Regions from separate parts of the Mus musculus genome. Here region 1 is linked to region 2. A link is a contact called in public ChIA-PET data. All regions are on one chromosome and are shown on one strand. The core of a region is the stretch at or near the end of the contact, and the rest is flanking DNA. Distances in the headings are between cores, read along the strand shown. Region 1 overlaps Muc4 (mucin 4). Region 2 has its middle 22 kb from the start of Zdhhc19.

Evidence for each region. ChIA-PET counts read pairs in DNA pulled down with a chosen protein or histone mark.
Region 1: a contact with region 2 is called in an RNA polymerase II ChIA-PET map of memory CD8 T cells, with 23 read pairs. The contact joins two enhancer-like sites. A contact is called at or near these places in 1 of 39 promoter capture datasets (stem cell-derived epiblast-like cells), 1 of 115 datasets of contacts at active chromatin or transcription factors (memory CD8 T cells) and 1 of 9 other capture datasets (embryonic stem cells).

The regions. Positions count from the first base shown.
Region 1 is chr16:32,749,389-32,755,835 of GRCm38.p6, forward strand. Muc4 (mucin 4) reads left to right here. Exons shown (of 27, transcript NM_080457.3): 2 at 809-4,006; 3 at 4,009-4,774; 4 at 4,777-6,447. Among named protein-coding and RNA genes, the nearest start is that of Muc4, 17 kb to the left of the region's middle. Within about 2 kb of position 1,488, at least 23 of the 459 cell types and tissues checked have an H3K27ac peak or open chromatin away from gene starts, as enhancers often do. A contact at or near this core is called in memory CD8 T cells, where this site is marked.
Region 2 is chr16:32,515,296-32,522,094 of GRCm38.p6, forward strand. No RefSeq gene overlaps it. Among named protein-coding and RNA genes, the nearest start is that of Zdhhc19, 22 kb to the left of the region's middle. Within about 2 kb of position 5,261, at least 108 of the 459 cell types and tissues checked have an H3K27ac peak or open chromatin away from gene starts, as enhancers often do. A contact at or near this core is called in memory CD8 T cells, where this site is marked.

The sequences.
Region 1 (6,447 bases), core at 238-2,737, 230 kb after region 2:
TGAGTACACTGCAACTCATCTTCAGATTGTAGCTGTCTTCAGACCCACGAGAAGGGGGCATCAGATCCAATAAAAGATGGTAGTGAACCCCCATGTGGTTGCAGGGAATGGAATTCAGAACCTCTGGAAGAGCATTCGGTGCTCTTAACTGCTGAGCTATCTCTTAAGATTCTCATAGGTCCTAGGTATTTTTCTTTTTTTGGGTCCCTTTCCTCTGGGAAGGAAAAAAACCTGAACACTGTATTTTCTACCTGTATTGCTGAAGATGAATGCAATTGAGGCAAGCTGGATGCATGATTTAGATGGATTCTTTCATTCTCATGATAAAAGTTACTAACAGAAAATATTTCTCTGGATTCCTAAAGATGCCTTTAAACTCAGTAAGACAGGGCTGTGATGTGCTGCTCACCCTCCTGCACAGCTTTAATTGGAGAGCTTTTGATCACATGATCTGTGTGCGTGCTTTAATAATATAGTGTTGTAGACGTGGCAGATGGCTCTTGGCTTCCCAGTTTAACCTGAGGAATGTCCAGGTTTCATGGGATCCATCAGATGTAACTAGTTTTCAAAAACATCAATAATGCAAGCAAAACACCATCGCAAGTTACTGCACTATTTATCAGTAAATTGGTGTGTACTTGTGTGCAGAACTCATAACTGTGGTTAAGTAAGTGAAACTACACAGAAATCAGTATGTAGAGAAGTTAAAAGGATTGTTAGCTGAATGAAAGAATTCAGTTAGAAGTTACCATTTATCTAAACAAATTCTGCAAGATAATAAAGTCGTTGTTTGTTTTATTTCAAGAAGATGCTCTAGCAACAACATCAACACAGACACCCATGTCCCTTTCCAGCAGCACCAGAACATCCCAAATGAGCTCACAAGCATCGACCTCATCAACATCTTCTGACAGAAGGACAAGTAAAACAGAACAAACATCAACAAGGGATACTCCAAGTTCCATAACAACAGTTTCTCAGAGCCATCATACTACAAGCATGGAGACCAGCAAACCTCAAACCACCACAACCACCGAGGTGACCACATCAACTCCTTCAGCCTCCTCACGTGACCAAATACAGACAGAGACAAGTTCTCAAAGAACAATCTCTCCTGATGGAACAACCACCTCACATGCTCCCAGTATCAGCAGCTCAGCTCCAAGTACAACACACATGTTAACCACAACATCCTCCACAGAAAGTACCTCAGTAGACTCAGGACACACAACAGCAATAACAACTCAAGGTTTAACACCTGCCACCGCACAAGTCTCACTGACACCTTCATCCCAGAATATGTCAACAGTGTCAACACCCATCACCTCAACTCTTACTCAGAGACAACACACTGGAAGCAAGCAGACCAGCAGCAAATCTCAAGTCAACATAGTCACATCAACTCTTTCAACCTCTACAAGTGACTCAACTCCTGCACAGACAATGTCTCAAGTGACATCATCTTCAGATAAAAGAACCAAGCCATCTACTTCTGGTGTCAGCAGTACATCACTAACTACAACAGAAGTGCTCACCCAAACATCCTCTACAGACTCTGCTCCAGGAAACACAACTCTGAGGATTACTCAGAACTCTACAACACATACCACGAAAGTCTCAACAACATCTACACCACAAAAACTGTCACCAGTGTCAACACTCATCAATTCAAGTCAAAAAATGTCAACCCTTCCTCAGAACCAACACACTGAAAGCATGGACACCAGCAGACAACCTCAAACCACCACAACCATAGAGGTGACCACATCAACCCCTTCAGCCTCCTCACTTCACCAAATTCAGACAGAGACAAATTCCCCAAAAACAATCTCTCCTGGTGAGACAACCACCTCACATGCTCCGAACATGAGAAGCTCACCACCAAAGACATCACAGATACTAACCACAATGCCCTCCACAAAAAGTACCTCAGTAGACACAAAACAAACAAAGGCAATAACTACTAAAGTTTCTACACCTGACACCACACAGGTCTCGATGACACCTTCATCCCAGAAATTGCCAACACACAGCACGTCTACTCAGGAATTAACATCTTCTTACAGCCAACATATTCAAAGCAAGGGGACCAGCAGCAAATCTCAAACAACCACAAACACCAAGGTGAACACATCAACTCCTTCAGCCTCCTCACGTGACAAAATTCAGACAGAGACAAGTTCCCAAAGAACAAACTCTCCTGGCGAGAAAAGGACATCACATGCTCCCAGCATGAGCAGCTCAGCTCCAAGTACAACACACATGTTATCCACAACATCCTCCAATCAAAGTACCTCAGTAGACACAGGACAAACAACATCAGTAACAGCTCAAGGTTCTACACCTGCCATCACACAGACCTCATTGACACCTTCATCCCAGAATACGTCAACAGTGTCAACACCCATCACCTCTACTCACAAATTGTCAACCCTTTCTCAGAGCCAACACACTGGAAGCAAGGGGACCAGCAGCAATCCTCAAACTACCACCACCACAGAGGTGACCACATCAACTCCTTCAGCCACCACCCATGACCAAATTCAGACAGAGACAAGTTCCCAAAACACAATCTCTCCTGGTGAGACAACCACCTCATATGCTCCCATCATGAGCAGCTCAGCTCCAAGTACAACACATATGTTATCCACAACATCCTCCACTCAAAGTACCTCAGTAGACACAAGACACACTACAACATTAACGAATCAAGGATCTACACCTGCCACCACACAGGTCTCACCTTCATCCCAGAACATGTCAACAGTGTCAGCACCCATCACCTCAACTCAAATTTTGTCAACCTTTCCTCAGAGCCAACACACTGGAAGCAAGGGGACCAGCAGCAATCCTCAAACTACCACCACCCCAGTGGTGACCACATCAAATCCTTCAGCCACCTCACGTGACCAAATTCAGACAGAGACAAGTTCCCAAAGAACAATCTCTCCTGGTGAGACAACCACCTCATATGCTTCCATCATGAGCAGCTCAGCTCCAAGTACAACACACATGTTAACCACAACATCCTCCACTCAAAGTACCTCAGTAGACACAAGACACACAATAGCAGTAAGGACTCAAGGTTCTACACCTGCCACCACACAGGTCTCACCTTCATCCCAGAACATGTCAACAGTGTCAACACCCATCACCTCAACTCAAATTTTGTCAACCCTTCCTCAGAGCCAACACACTGGAAGCAAGGGGACCAGCAGCAATCCTCAAACTACCACAAGCCCAGTGGTAACCACATCAACTCCTTCAGGCACCTCAGGTGACCAAATTCAGACAGAGACAAGTTCCCAAAGAACAATCTCTCCCGGCAAGACAACCACTTCACATGCTCTCAACATAAACAGCTCAGCTCCAAGTACAACACACATGTTATCCACAACATCCTCCACTCAAAGTACCTCAGGAGACACAAGACACACAACAGCAGGAAGGACTCAAGGTTCTACACCTGCCACCACACAGGTCTCACCTTCATCCCAGAACATGTCAACAGTGTCAGCACCCATCACCTCAATTCAAATGTTGTCAACCCTTCCTCAGAGCCAACACACTGAAAGCAAGAGTACCAGCACCAATCCTCAAACTACCACCACCCCAGAGGTGACCACATCAAATCCTTCAGCCACCTCACATGACCAAATTGAGACAGAAACAAGTTCCCAAAGAACAATCTCTCCTGGTGAGACAACCACCTCATATGCTCCCATCATGAGCAGCTCAGCTCCAAGTACAACACACATGTTATCCACAACATCCTCCACTCAAAGTACCTCAGTAGACACAAGAAACACTACAACATTAACGACTCAAGGATCTACACCTGCCACCACACAGGTCTCACCTTCATCCAAGAACATGTCAACAGTGTCAACACCAATCACCTCTACTCACAAATTGTCAACCCTTCCTCAGAGCCAACACACTGGAAGCAATGGGACCAGCAGCTCAAGTTCTACACCTGCCACACACAGGTCTCACCTTCATCCCAGAACATGTCAACAGTGTCAACACCCATCACCACTACTCACAAATTGTCAACCCTTTCTCAGAGCCAACACACTGGAAGCAAGGGGACCAGCAGCAATCCTCAAACTACCACAACGCCAGTGATGACCACATCAACTCCTTCAGCCACCACCCATGACCAAATTCAGACAGAGACAAGTTCTCAAAGAACAATCTCTCATGGTGAGACAACCACCTCATATGCTCCCATCATGAGCAGCTCAGCTCCAAGTACAACACACATGTTATCAACAGCATCCTCTACTCAAATTACCTCAGTAGACACAAGACACACAACAGCAATAACAACTCAAGGTTCTACACCTGCCACCACACAGGTCTCACCTTCATCCCAGAACATGTCAACAGTGTCAGCACCCATCACCTCAATTCAAATTTTGTCAACCCTTCCTCAGAGCCAACACACTGGAAGCAAGGGGACCAGCACCAATCCTCAAACTACCACCACCCCAGAGGTGACCACATCAACTCCTTCAGCCACCTCACGTGACCAAATTCAGACAGAGACAAGTTCCCAAAGAACAATCTCTCCTGGTGAGACAACCACCTCACATGCTCCCATCATGAGCAGCTCAGCTCCAAGTACAACACACATGTTATCCACAACATCCTCCACTCAAAGTACCTCAGTAGACACAAGACACACAACAGCAGGAAGGACTCAAGGTTCTACACCTGCCACCACACAGGTCTCACCTTCCTCCCAGAACATGACAACCACCTCACATGCTCCCTCATGAGCAGCTCAGCTCCAAGTACAACACACATGTTATCCACAACATCTTCCACTCAAAGTACCTCAGTAGATACAAGACACACTACAACAGTAACGACTCAAGGTTCTACACCTGCCACCACACAGGTCTTACCTTCATCCCAGAACATGTCAACAGTGTCAGCTCCCATCACCTCAACTCAAATTTTGTCAACCCTTCCTCAGAGCCAACACACTGGAAGCAAGGGGACCAGCACCAATCCTCAAACTACCACCAATGCAGAGGTGACCACATCAACTCCTTCAGCCACCTCACATGACCAAATTGAGACAGAAACAAGTTCCCAAAGAACAATCTCTCCTGGTGAGACAACCACCTCACATGCTCCCAACATGAGTAGTTCAGCTCCAAGTACAACACACATGTTATCCTCAACATCCTCCACTCAAATTACCTCAGTAGACACAGGACACACATCAGCAGGAAGGACTCAAGGTTCTACACCTGCCACCACACAGGTCTCACCTTCATCCCAGAACATGTCAACAGTGTCAGCACCCATCACCTCAACTCATATTTTGTCAACCCTTCCAAAGAGCCAACACACTGGAAGCAAGGGGACCAGCAGCAATCCTCAAACTACCATAACCCCAGTGGTAACCACATCAACTCCTTCAGCCTCCTCCCGTGACCAAATTCAGACAGAGACTAGTTTCCAAAGAACAATCTCTCCTGGCGAGACAACCACCTCACATGCTCCCAGCATGAGCAGCTCAGCTCCAAGTTCAACACACATGTTATCAACAGCATCCTCTACTCAAATTACCTCAGTAGACACAAGACACACAACAGCAATAACAACTCAAGGTTCTACACCTGCCACCACACAGGTCTCACCTTCATCCCAGAACATGTCAACAGTGTCAGCACCCATCACCTCAATTCAAATGTTGTCAACCCTTCCTCAGAGCCAACACACTGAAAGCAAGAGTACCAGCACCAATCCTCAAACTACCACCACCCCCAGAGTGACCACATCAACTCCTTCAGCCTCCTCACGTGACCAAATTCAGACAGAGACAAGTTCCCAAAGAACAATCTCTCCCGGCAAGACAACCACCTCACATGTTCCCAACATGAACAGCTCAGCTCCAAGTACAACACACATCTTATCCACAACATCCTCCATTCAAAGTACCTCAGGAGATACAAGACACACAACAGCAGTAAGGACTCAAGGTTCTACACCTGCCACCACACAGGTCTCACTGGCACCTTCATCCCAGAACATGTCAACACTGTCAGCACCCATCACATCACCTCAACATTTTTCAACCCTTCCTCAGAACCAACACACTGGAAGCATGGGGACCAGCAGCAATCCTCAAAGTACCACCATCCCAGAGGTGACCACATCAACTCTTTCAGCTTCCTCACGTGACCAAGTTCAGACAGAGACAAGTTCCCAAAGAACAATCTCTCCTGGTGAGACAACCACCTCACATGCTTCCAGCTTGAGCAGTTCAGCTCCAAGTTCAACACACATGTTATCCACAGCATCCTCCACTGAAATTACCTCAGGAGACACAAGACACACAACAGCAATAGTGACTCAAGGTTCTACACCTGCCACCACACAGACCACATTGACACCTTCGTCCCAGAATATGTCAACAGTGTCAACACC
Region 2 (6,799 bases), core at 4,011-6,510:
TTATAGTATGATCAAATGCTATTATGAAGTTACGTGTGTAGGGGCCACAGAGAAGGCTCGGTGGTTAAGAGCACCCGGCTGCTCTAGCAGGGGACCTAGGTTTGGTCCCAGCACTTACATGTTGGCTCATAACCATCTATAACTCCAGTTTCCAGAGGTCAGGTGGCCTCTTCTGATCTCTGCAGGCACCAGGCACACCTGTGGTGCACACATAAATACACACACACACATACACAGACAGATAGCCATATACATAAAAAAAAAAATAAACCTTTTAAGTAAAAAAAAAAAATTACATGCTGATTTTTAGAAGACTGGAGGGGACTGGAGAGATGGCTCAGCAGTTAAGAGCACTGGCTGCTCTTCCGAAGGACCAGGTTCAATTCTCAGCACCCACATGGCAGCACACAACTGTAACTCCAGTTCCAGGCGATCTGACACCCTCTCTCACAAAAGTAGGAAGATCACGGATGTACACTAAATAAGTAAATAAAATTATTTTAAAAACTGGAAGCAAATTGATCAAATATGGTGTCAGGAGTTTCCTATGTAAGGGGATTGATTCTAGCTGTGGTCAGGGGGTGTCAGGACACCTGATTTTCAGGCTAGCTTTCCCTCTGCCTTGCCGGGTGACTATGAAAAATGTTCTTCTTCCACACACAGAACAGCTCAGATATTACCTGAAAATAATCGGGACCAGATGCTTATGGGCAGTTTTATTGGCACAGCTGTTGCTGCCCACCCCTGTGCAGGCCCAGCCACCTAAGCCCTCAACACAGCCTGGGCCCCTCTCCCAACCCGGGAGGAAGCAGCCCCCACACTCCCTCCCCCTCAGCTGTGGGCTCTGATCTCAAATTAGATTTTTTTTTTTTTCTCTTTGCCTGGGTCTGAATCACGAAAAGCTGCTTACACCGCCTACACTGCCAGGCAGCTGCAACCTCAGGAACAAAGAGGCTTCAGGCAGAGCGGTTGCCTGGACAGCCACTCCAGCCCTGAAGCTTCAATAGGGAAAGGAGGGGACCAAATAGGCTTGTATAATGGCAGGACACAGCGGCATGTGTGTCGCAGGTCCCTCCTTATACCAGGTCCCCACAGCTCCCTGGGTGGGTGACAATGATCGCATATTACAAGGAGGTTGTAGCACGGGAGGCTCAGTCCTTAGAACACTGGCTCAGGGCGGAAGCCGCTCCCTCTGCCTCAAAGTAGGATGGGCCAGGCTCTCCCCAAGGCTGAGGAGCGGGGTGGGGTGGGGTGGGGTGTGTCTTCCACCTGCCAATCACAGCTGCATCTTAATCCCCATCCCTGTCTACACTACCCTGTGATGGCAGGAGTTTAAACCCATTTCAGATCGAGTTCATGGGAAGCCTGCTTCTCCCCTGAGGAAAATGCGCCAGCAGAATTGACTCTCTTTGTTCTCAGGCCTCCGTCCTGCCAGCCCCCATGCCCTCCTCCTCAGACAGATCCAGAACCTTCTGTGATCTTTCAGTTCCGGCTGTAACTCGGGTTTAAGCGACCTCCTCAGTGGATAGGACATAAACCGTTGTGTGTGCCCCACCCCAAGTCCCCATCCCCGCGCCCTCTCTCTGACTCGACCCCAGCCACCTGCTGCTGTTTCCTACTTGGTCAACTGAGTTCACCCCTTTCCCTCAGCCTACACTTCACTTCTGCCCCCTTTATATTTCCTTAATTCCCCAAGCAGAAGAAATTATGTCTGTTCTTCCATCTGACTTTAGGTTGTCAGTTAAACACTCAAGAAAAACATGAGTCTTTCTTCTTTTTTCTTTTGTTGTTGTTGTGTTTGTTTTGGTTTTGTCTGTCTGTTTGTTTTAAGACAGGGTTTCTCTGGGTAACCCTGGCTGTCCTAGCTCCCTCTGTAGAGCAGACTAGCCTTAAACTCACAGAGATCCACCTGCCTCTGCCTCCTGAGTGCTGGGATTAAAGGTGTGTACCACCACCATCCTGCAAGAAATTTCTTATCATTTCTGTAAGTTTCCTCTCCTTGTTCACATGTATCGTGGTCTTGTTTTCAGGTTAGAGGGCTTGCCTAGCACAAATGAGGTCCTGGAGACAGAGACAGAGAGAGAAAGAGAGAAGAGAGAGAGAGAGAGAGAAAGAAGAAGAAGAGGAGGAGGAGGAGGGAGGAGGGACTGCAAAGGAAAGAACCCCTGAGTCACTGTGTGGAGTACCCCAAGCACCTAAATACAGCACATGCCCTGGGGAAATGTGCTCTGACTGCAGCATGGAATACACGAAAATTGAAAGTTGTGCCCGGCCTCCATCCTTAGAGTATTCAAGTCATCCTTGGGTATTATGGCGCACGCCTTTAATCAGGAGGCAGAGGCAGGTAAATCTCTGTGGGTTTGAGGCCAGCCTGATCTACAGAGCAAGTCCAGGACATCCAGGGTTATTACACAGAGAAACTCTGTCTCAAAAAAACCAGAAGAAGAAAAAAGAATATTCAAATTATATCAGGTAGCTGTCTTTTATTTATTTATTTATTTATTTATTTAGAGACAGCATTTCATTGTAGATGGCGATGGCCTGGAACTCACAGAAATCCTGGTGTCTCAGCCCATGACACAGGTTGGAATTACAAGTGTGAGCCGCTATACCTGGCTTTCGTAACTTTCTTACCTGCCGTGAGACTGCAGTGCAGTAAGCTGTGGGGACGTGCTGTTGTGTAATAGATACCATTAAGTACCTGACGCTGCCCCTCCCTCCAGTCTTAGCCACCTCAGTGAGCTAGGGGACCAGTTACACCCCGGCCTGCCTTAATCCTAGGCAACTGTGAACAATCAAAGGTGTCCTGTGCTGTAGTGAAAGGCACACAGTCAGGGAATTGTTACATGGGGGGGGCCTCACTGCATCTCTTCATTAATCTGGATCTGAAGAGGTAAAATCCTGCCCCGATTGATCCTGTATCCTCAACCCTCCAGCAGAACCAAGGACTGTGTGCTGACAGAGCCAGGCCCGCCTGTGCACACTGCTCTAGGACTTTGACCAGGGAAGCAAACCTCAGGTGTAGACTGGCAGGTGATGTGCGCCACCTAGAAGTGACATCCTAACCCCACCCTCCCAGAATGAGCTAAAGTCTCACTTCACATTAGACCGTTGTCCTTCAATGGTTGCCCTCATCCTGGACCTCCAGGATGGCTTGGAACATCCCCGTGACACCCACTTCCAAGGCCTGCAGCTTTAGCACAAAGTCAAGCAACTCATGAGGGCCTTTCATGAGTCACAATGTGACAACCCAGCAGGTCCTTCCCCAGGGACCTCATATTTCCATTGTTTATCAATGGAATGTCAATGAATTGTTTATCAAGTGAATGTTAAAAATGAATGTTGGTAGTTCAAAAGCTTGACCTCCCCTTGAGCTGAAGGATTTGGAGACTGATTTCTTTTTGTTTTAGATCATGTTTGTGGTGTGTGTGTGTGTGTGTGTGTGTGTGTGTGTGTGTGTGTGTTGTGTGCATGCATGCGTGTGTTGTGTTTTGTGTATTGTATATATGTTGTTTTTGTAGTGTATGTGTGTTGTAGTCAGGGTCTCACTGAGCTTGCTGGTTAGGTCAGCCTGGCTGACTAGCAGGCCTCATGGAACCTGTCTCTGCCCTCCCCTGGTACTAGACTACAGATACAGGACACGGTGCTCAGCTTTTACGTGAGTTCTGGGAATCCAACCTTAGCTCCTCATGTCCACGTAGCAAGCACTTTACCCACTGAGCCATCTCCCCAGCCAGGACACAGGTTTGTCTTTGATGAATTTGCTTAAAAGTGGCAAGAGGGGCCGGGTGTGGTGGCACACGCCTTTAATCCCAGCACTCGGGAGGCAGAGGCAAGCAGATTTCTGAGTTCGAGGCCAGCCTGGTCTACAGAGTGACTTCCAGGACAGCAAGGGCTACACAGAGAAACCCTGTCTCGAAAAACAACAACAACAACAACAAAAAAGTGACAAGAGAGGGTGCCTATGTTCATCAGATTGCACGTGGACTATACTCTTCAACACAGTCATTATTTTCCACAGACTGAGATGATTTCAAGTTGACTGATCCACAGATGCCCAGGGAAGTGACGGTGCATGCGATGTCCTGGTGTACGATCCTCAACAGAAACTTGAGTGACTACGTTTGGGAGGCCGTGCTCCCTCCCACTGCTCCCAACAGCCCCTGAGGGCAGGTGCTATGTCTCACAGAACATTAAAGGGACCCAGAGATGACTTGCCTAAGGTCACTGTCTTCAGGGTTGGCTATGACCCAGGCAGGATGATGGGTCTAGAGAATAATGTCCACCAACCAGTTGCCAGTCCCTGGCCCAGCAGTTGACCCTCCTCTCTGAGGTGAGTTGTGCAGAGACTTAGGCCAGATCTCTAACTGAGAAAGTTTGCTGACCTCTGACTGGGTGTCGGGTGCCTATTGTGGGGCAGATAGAAGACTGGGGTTGGGGCATAGTGAAAAGGAACCAGGAAGAAACAGAAAGACAGGCAGAGAACTAAGCTCACTCCTACGTGGATCTCCCAGGCGATGCTGGCACCTAGTCTGATAGGCTAAGAATCTGAGTTACAGGCAAGCTGTGAACACAAGAGGGTTATCACACGGTCTTCACACACGCCCCGGCACAGTGAACTGTGGAGAGCCAGCCCCCTTCCCTTACAGAGCAGCTAGCCTTCTAGATCCTTCTTCCAGGGGCCTCGTTAGCATCCCTTGGGGCTGTCTTCCTCACCTTTGGAAGTTCTGCCACCGATCTGTTCCTCTGCCTTTCCTCTGTTGTCACCCTTAAAGTTTAATAGCGGCTTCCAGGCTGGGCGTGAGAGGTGAACACTGGTTCAAGGAGAACTAACAAGGTGCTGCCTGTCACAAGGACCGGTGGTGGTGCCTGCCATCCCAGCATGGGGAGATAGGTGGAAACATCAAGAATCGGGAGTTCAAGACCAGATTCAGCTACATAGGAAGTTAGAGGCCAGCCTAGGCTACGTGAGACTGTCTTAACCTCCCCAAAGCCACCTCCAAGGGAGAGAACTAACAAACAGGTCGTGAGCATGATCTGTGCCCAGTGTGGATTACATTCGCAAACATAAAACAGAGGGGTGAAGGAAGGCAGTTAGGACCACCCAGACCAAGATGAGGCCAAGCTGAAGACGGGTTAGGGTGTGGGGGACAAGAGGATGGCTGGGTGAGCGTGAAGAGAAAACAGTGAAGTCAGCTCTCTGGCCCAGCCAAGCAGCCACAGGCAGGGTAAACACGGCAGAGGATGAAGGCGAGCGATTGCACACTGCTGGTTCTGGTTCCAGCAGGGCACCGGCAAGGCACAGCAGCTGCGCTTGTGGTTGGCTGTGGGTGAGAGGCGACTTCTGATACCCATTAAGAGAAACCTCAAAAAAACGTTCAGTTCCAGGAACTGTATTTCAGAGATTATCCCACTCTCTTTTTATTGATTTAAAAAGCACACACACACACACACACACACACACACCCTAAGCAAAGCTTTTCTAAAATCCCCTTGTATTCGCTTTAGTGCCTTGAAGCTAAGACAATGTGTGAAGTGGCTGTATATAACTCCCCAGCCTTTGCTGTGCCGTGGGACTGCTAAGAGACTTCTGAATTATAGAAACTAACCGAGAACCTGACCAATCTAAGGCCATGTAGCAGCCGGTAGCAGAGCTAAGGCAGGACCATCAAGCCTAAGACTGCGTCTTATTATCACAGCTCTGTCACACACAGCAACCCACACGCAAGCCCTTTTAATGGCTGCTGTTGCTGATCACAAAAATCTCTGAACTTACTAAATTGCTTTTGTTTTCAAATTAATGCTTTTGTATTTCTTATTACAGAAGCTGAACATGTCTTAGTTTTGGTTGTTGTTATCGCTGTTGTTATTTTTTTTTAAACTAATGTCTTATGATGTTGCCAAAATTAGCTTCAAACTCCTGGGTTCAAATAATCCTCCTGCCTCAGCTTCCTGAGCAACTGGGACTACAGAATATACCTCATTGCCCAGATATACTTTGAAAAAATTTTAGAGCATCAAAAACCGAAAGAGGAAAATTAAAATCTTTCGTAATCTTGTGATCAGAGATGAATCCTGTGAATATTTTAGGAACACTCCCTCAACCCCCTCATTTCTTCTTCCCTTTCCCTCCTCCTTGTAGCTTTATTGAGACAGGATCTTACAATGTTGCCTAGGCTGACCTCAAAGTCAAGACCCTCCTGTGTCAGTGCCAAGTACCTGGATTGCAAACATGTGCCACTACTCTGGAGGCTGCCTGTCTTCTTTCTATAAACATTTCTGACAACTGTTGCCTGCTCTTGCTTCTTCTTGTTATTTTGTTTACTGTTGCTGTTTTGTTTCTCTGTGTAGCCCTGTCTGTCCTCTGTAGACCAGGCTGGCCTCAAACTCAGAGATCCACCTGCCTCTGCTTCCCAAGTGCTGGGATTAACGGTGTGCACCACCACTGCCCGGCTACTTTTGTAAATTTTAGCCACCTTACTGAGCTTTATTGTTGCTTAAACTATATGCATTGGAAGTATACAGGAGGCTAGGGCTCCGTAGGCGAGCGCCTTCTGTGTGAGTCTGAGGCCCTGATTGGCACACCTGTGACCCCACTGCTGGAGGACAGAGACAAATGGATCAGGATTCCCCATCCAGCTATTCCAGCCAAAAGGGTGAGCTCCAGGTTCGGTGAGAGACAGTACCTTAAATAACAAGTTTACCTGTGAGATGGCTCACAGGTAAAGGTATTTGCCTTGAAAATCTGGCAATTTAGAGGAATATGGTGGCACACACCTTTAATCCCAGCACTTGAGAA